Linked DNA regions of Columba livia: region 2 is linked to region 1. Evidence: chromatin contacts called from public Hi-C data. All regions are on one chromosome and are shown on one strand. Each heading gives the region's core, a stretch centred on a gene start, on an enhancer-like site or on the middle of the called end of the contact. The rest is flanking DNA. Distances are from core to core; before and after follow the strand shown.

Region 1 (3,196 bases), core at 208-2,707:
AATCATAGCATCATTTCAGCTGGAAGAGACCCTCGGGATCGAGTCGAACCGTGACCTAACCTAACTCTAGCACTAACCCATGTCCCTGAGAACCTCGTCTAAACGCCTTATAAACCCCTCCAGGGATGGTGACTCCACCACTGGCCTGGGCAGCCTGTTCCAATGCCTGTCAGCACTTTCTGTGAAGATTTTTTTTCCCAATATCCAATCTGAATCTCCCCCGGTACAACTCTTCTCAAAGTAACATAAACAAGCAAGCTGTGATACTTATGGCATGTTCACACTGGTGCCCAACACAACCAGAGGGTCAATCCTGAGCAGGCCTGGCCCAGCTCCACCAGCAATGCAACCAGCCGTGCCTGTTCGCCTCTGTGGGCGCCCCTGGACAGCTTCGGCAGCGTAGGCCTCCCTAGGACTGCCTCTGGGCCAGTATCCACCTCCAGAATCACAGAGTGTCAAGGATTGGAAAGGCCCTTGAAAGATCATCCAGCCCAATCCCCCCAACGGAGCAGGAACACTTAGATGAGGTTACACAGGAAGGTGGCCAGGTGGGTTTGAATGTCTCCAGAGGAGAATCCACAACCTCCCTGTTCCAGTGTTCTGTCACCCTGAGAAAAAGTTTCTTCTCATATTTAAGTGGAACCTCCTGTATTCCAGTTTGTATCCACTGCTCCTCGTCCCACCACTGATCGTCACCAAGAAGAGCCTGGCTCCATCCTCCTGATACTCCATCCCATTCCTTTCCAGCCACCTCCCGTCCGCTTACCATCGACGTTCACCTGCGCCTGGGGCTTGTCTGCCACCCACACGTCTCCGTAGGGATCCTCGTTGTTCCATAGCGGCAGGTAGTGCTGCTTCTCCCCGCGGAGGGGCGGCGGGCGGCGGCGGGGCGGGGCGGCGGTGAGTCCGCTGCCCCCCACCGTCTCCAGCTCCTCCAGGCACAGGAACCCGTAGTTGAGCCGCTTCTCGTCGTACAGGTACGAGCAGCGCCTGAGGCGCAGGCGCGCGCCGGCGCGCAGGTGCGCGCGCTCCACCAGGCCGTTGAGGCGCGGCGCGAGGTAGCAGCGCTCCTGCCGCGCGCCGTCCGCCAGCGTCACGTCGTACCAGTACTGCGGGGCGGCGGGGGCCTGGGCCTGGTACCGCTCCACCGCCACCACCGTGAGCGGCGGCGGCTCCGCGGGGGCCAGGCTCAGCTGGGAGGAGCCCCGCACTTCCTCAAAGACCCTCTGCAGCCAGGAGACCCCGCCGCCGCTCGCCGGCGCCCCCCGCCTCTCCTCGGCGCCGCGTTCCGGGGTAGGGTCCTGCATGACAGCTTCCTCGCGGCCCCTCCCCCCGCGCCGTCCGGGGCAAACGCCGGGGCCCGGGCCGCCGCTGGGGCGGGGGAGGGCGGTGGGAGACGGCGGCCGCGGCCTCGGCCTCCTGCTGTCACAGGCTGAGCCGGGACGCCGCCATGGCGCGCGCGGGGGCGGAGCTGGTGCGCGCGCGCGCCGCTTTCCATTCAAAGCTGCCAACGGTCGCGGAGGGGGAGGGGTGAAGGCCGGGCCGGAGGAATCGTTGCCGGGGCGGCGCGCAAGACGCTTGACAGAAAGGCGGTGGCAGCCGGGAGAGCCCGGCGGGGGCGGGCGTGTGAAGGAGGAAGCGGTGGGAGGAGCAGCCGCGGGGCCGCCGGTGAGAAATACCCGGGTAGCGGCAGGGAGGCGGGAGTTTCGAGGCGCTGGGCTGACGCTGCTCGGTTGTTGGAGAGCGAGCCCGGGGGCTACGGCAGGGCCGGGCCACTGGTGCGTCTGCTCCGTGTTGTACTGCCGGTGTCCCGGTCTCCGGAACGGCAAGGGGGCTTCTCATTCCCTTCAGCCCCCGAGGGACCTTTTGCCGCACCTGTTCCTGATTTTGTTTTAATGAGTATTATGCACGCAGTTAAATTATTGTTTCTACCTCAAGATAAACTTATTTTGGTTGAAAGAGACCCTCAGAGTCATCGAGTCCAACCATAGCTTAACCTAACTCTAGCACTAACCCATGTCCCTAAGAACCTCATCTAAATGCTTTTTAAACCCCGTCAGGGATGGTGACTCCACCGCTGCCCTGGGCAGCCTGTTCCAGTGCCTGACAATTGCCTGACAATTCTGTCCTAACATCCCATCCAGATCAGGTAGCCTTTGGAGATCCAGAAGACCAAAGTGGGGCTGCAGCTTGGGCAGAGCTGTTCCATGCACGAGGCCAGATGCAGTTCTCCCAGTTGAGAATGGTTGTATTCCTGGTCTACTCTCTTTGCCACTGTGGAGTATTTGCCTTAGGGAAACTGGAAAACCTGTTTTTTGAACCATTTGAAACAGTCTGAAAAACTGCAAGAGGGTATAAAAGCCAAGCCTTTTCTGGTCTTTAGACTGCCCTAGGAATGCTATGAGTTTATGGATTTTATGTAACAGAGGACTCCTTAGGGAGAAAATTTAAATCAGTCATTCCTGATGTTTGTGTTGGAGCTAAGGTATTGAGTAAAACTTCAATGTGGTGTATTCCCCACCCCCCCCCAGTGAATACATGATCTGTTGTGTGGACTGATACAAACAATATTTATGATTTAAAAAGCAAACATGACTCAAACACCTTTTTATTGAGGTTGCACAGGATGTGATTTCACATCACACATAAGCCTTACCTAGAGAGCTGTGGTGTAGACTTTTTCCAGCTATTAAACGAATTTGTAGGTATAATGAGGAACTCTGTATACTGTTCACAGCTTCTTTCCACTTTTGTCTGTGCTTGTGATATGACTTGCAGAAGAAAGGTGTTTTATTTATATCAGAGGTAATGGTTACATGTACATCTATTGTCAGGATTTGATATTATTGTAAGTTACTCTGGTTTCAGTCATGAAAACTATGAAGTTATAGTTTTTGTGGAGTAATAATGGACTGATAGTAGAGTTAATACTTTATAATTTTGGATAAATTTGTATGCATTGCAGTTTCAGATACATGACAGATCCCTCTCTTAGGAACTGGATCCTGTTACCTTCTTTCTCACCAGCAGAGGTCTAGCTAACATAGCAATTTCGAAACTGACTCACGGTATATCTCTATCACTGACTGGATGTCAACAGCGTGTTTAATGACTGATTGTGTCTGTGCATTTCTCTGGATGTGATTTCCCTGCCATAGCTGACCAGTGGGATGGATGTGATTGTATTAGAAACAGG
Region 2 (3,196 bases), core at 197-2,696, 220 kb before region 1:
ACTTATTCCACTCTTATGTTTCCTTGTTTTGTTATTACATTGTCTTATATCATCGCTTTTCCCACTGGGGAAACAAACACGAAAGTCAAACCAGAAGTGGAAAAAACAGAATGTATTTAGTGATTAAATGTTCACTGCACCTACACTGATATTTTTCAGTCATCTGATTTATATCTTAACTATGCACTATTTTTTTTTTGCCAAATTACTTTTGCTGACTGAGTAATCTATAAATAAACAAAACCTGCTAACACATTTGGGTTGGATTTTGTGAGTGGCTTGCTGGAGTTTAATTAGATGTTTTTAAGAACTAGTTTGAAGTTTTAAGTTCATGTTAGCCAGCAAACCCTCCTTCCATCCCCATCCAACTAGGTATGCACTACAATGCACCCCCCAAGTCCACACCAGTCCCCTTCTGCACCCCTCATGCAAATTGTCTCTCTTGCTGGCTCAGGCAGCCGTGGAATCAAGTAAGAGGAGGGCTATCATGTTTCAAAGAGCATAAAATCAGTTGGTTTATAGTGCAAGTGTGACCACAAGAGCCAGACCTTCCTCTCTAAGCACCGTTACAGCCTCAACTGTGCTGCTGCTTAACAAACAGGGGGGAGGCTGAGCTATGTTCATTGCCAAAAAAATCCCAGACTTCTAAAAAAATTCACCTGCTCGTATATACTGGAGAAAACATAGTAAAAGCCCTCACTATTCACAATCATGGTTTTACTGCAAAGTGGCAAATATGTTATTGGTGTGGTATATCTGATTCAACTAAACGGCTTCCAGAGCTATTGTCAGGAAGCTGGCAATGCTTTGGGCTCCCGCTAGGTGTTCATTGAGTATAAACCACTAATTGCCCTGCAAATGGGGCTGACAGCATAGCACAGAGGTTGTGACACTCTGGTCTTCTGTTGGAAAGCGGGGTTCAAGTAGATCCCTTGGTGAGTATTTAAGCAGAGCTTCAACGGGAGGATGAATTCATGGCTTAAACAAAGTGACGTCTTGGAAATCCCCAGTCTCAGCCAGGCTGTGGGAAAGTGAAATCTGCCCAGCTCCTTGGTCTCCCATTTGCAGCACCTATTAGTTATGTTGGGGACTGTTTCTTTCGGATTTCAACCCAAAGTTCCATCTTTGGCTGGGAAAGGAATTTTTATTAACTTTAGTGCCAGAAGAGCAGAAAACTTGTGAGAGAACAAACAACAGAGCAACTTTTGGTTGCCCTTTAGAGGATACTGTAGCCCTTGACAGCGTTTTTTCATTTATTGTGTTTTGTACTGGGGAGTTTACCAAAACATCTCAATGATGGTTTGTTTTTTTGCGTTCTTTTTGGCACCGAGGAAACTGCCATTCGCTGGAAAGCACTGACCTCCACCATGCAAGCGTTGCTGTGCTCGGCTGTACAACACTGCCCCGGCGCACCACACACCCGGGCCCGCCACAGCCCCGCGGTTGCCATGGAGACGGCGGCGCGCGGCCCGCCCTGCGCATGCGCCCGCCCCTCCGTGCGTCACGTGTGGCGCTGTCCCTCCCCCGGAAGCGGCTATGCGCGGGGAGCGCTGCGGCGGCCATGGAGCGCTACGAGACGGGGAAGCTGAGCGCGGCCCCGGTGTCCGACTTCAGGCCGTGAGTCCTGGGGAGGGCAGAGGAAGGGCCTGGCGGAGAAAGGGACGGGCACCCCTGCGAGACGGCAGGGCCCGGCGGCAGGCCGCAACCTGTCTGGGTGTCTGCGGCGCCGTGGCGGGTGGGATCGCTGCCGGTAGCACAGGCCGGGGAGTGCAGGGGCTGCGGGAACGGTGTGTACCCGGGGAACAGTGTCTTCCCGTCCTGGGCACTTGGCGGGCAGGAGAAGCGGTAGCTCGGGCAGCAGGAGCGGGTGGTGGAGGCCCTGGGGTTGCCTTGGCCGAGCTACATAACCGCGGGCAACCCCACGGCTGAGGCTGAGGGCTGGTCTGCAGGTCAAAGCTCCGTGTTAGGGCTGAGGTTATACACGGATGTTTGTTTGGGGTGGGTTTTTGTTTGTTTGTTTCCGGAGGGAAGTGATGCAAGTGTGTCAGTGTAAGAAAAGTTTTTGTCAACAGTGGAGATTTAGTTTTGTTAATAAGCTGGAGATCATCCTGTTCTTCTGTGGATGTTAGATAGCGAATAGTTTCTAATTTCCATGAAGAAAATTTGGGATTATAGAATCATAGAATTATTTCTGTTGGAAGAGACCCTCAAGATGGAGTACAACCATAACCTAACTCTGGCACTAACCCATGTCCCTAAGAACCTCATCTAAATGTCTTTTAACCCCCCCCAGGGATGGTGACTCCACCACTGCCCTGGGCAGCCTGTTCCAATGCCTGTCAGCCCTTTCCATCAATATTTTTTTCCTAATATCCAAGCTCAACCTCCCCTGGCACAGCTTGAGGCCATTTCCTCTTGTCCTATCACTTGCTACTCAGGAGATCAGCCACCTCCATGCTTTCCTCCCCAACAGACGTTGAGACAAACTCTAGTAAAGGAAAAGATTCTGTGTGTCTCTTTTTTAAGGTATATGCTACCTTGTATGTATGGCAATACATGATCAGCACCATCATATGACAAGTGCGGGTGTATCTAATATTAGATATTTAATAAGTATGTAATAATACACTGATAAGCATATTCATGTAAAACCCCTATGTTGCTGATTTTTGCAAAACAATAACAGGGAAAAATAGAGTTTTCAATCTTGTTTGTGAGTTTTGAATGGCAGAATCATTACATGGTTTTGAACTTATCTGTTGTAGCCAACAAATGCATATTCAAAGTCTTTGTTGCTTCTAAATGATACGCATACTCAATTCTTGATGAGTAATTGGTTTCTGCTTGGGACGAGTTCTTGTCCTCTTTTAGGCATATATATTGTGACTTTCTTCTGCATGTAACTTTTCTTATTTATTTCAGAAATGAGGGTTCATTAACATCAACTTTAAGAACACTTCTATTCTTCACAGCTCTAATGATCACATTACCTGTTGGGCTGTATTTTGCATCAAAGGCTTATATATTTGAAGGTAATTCTGTTTCTGCCAATTAGCATTACTATTATAAAAAAGAGAAAAAAGCACAATCCTCTAATAGCATTGTTCTCCTTCCTGTTTTGAATATTTTTTTCCTTATGCAGACTAAAGGCCTTGTAATATCTAATTAGAACAGAAAATTATACATGGTTGATATA

Evidence for each region. Hi-C and Micro-C count contacts between places; a contact is called where the count stands out from the background.
Region 2: a Hi-C map of crop shows a contact between it and region 1, with 2.1 times the contacts expected there. The contact joins the promoter of VMA21 here to the promoter of RADX in region 1. A contact is called at or near these places in 2 of 2 Hi-C or Micro-C datasets (crop and liver).

The regions. Positions count from the first base shown.
Region 1 is chr12:10,058,313-10,061,508 of bColLiv1.pat.W.v2, reverse strand. It overlaps RADX (RPA1 related single stranded DNA binding protein, X-linked), which reads right to left and starts at 1,457. Exons shown (of 15, transcript XM_065077823.1): 1 at 767-1,457. The coding sequence starts at 1,307. LOC110357437 (a long non-coding RNA gene) reads left to right here and starts at 1,084. Exons shown (of 4, transcript XR_010475677.1): 1 at 1,084-1,293.
Region 2 is chr12:10,282,727-10,285,922 of bColLiv1.pat.W.v2, reverse strand. It overlaps VMA21 (vacuolar ATPase assembly factor VMA21), which reads left to right and starts at 1,446. Exons shown (of 3, transcript XM_065077836.1): 1 at 1,446-1,617; 2 at 2,923-3,032. The coding sequence starts at 1,481.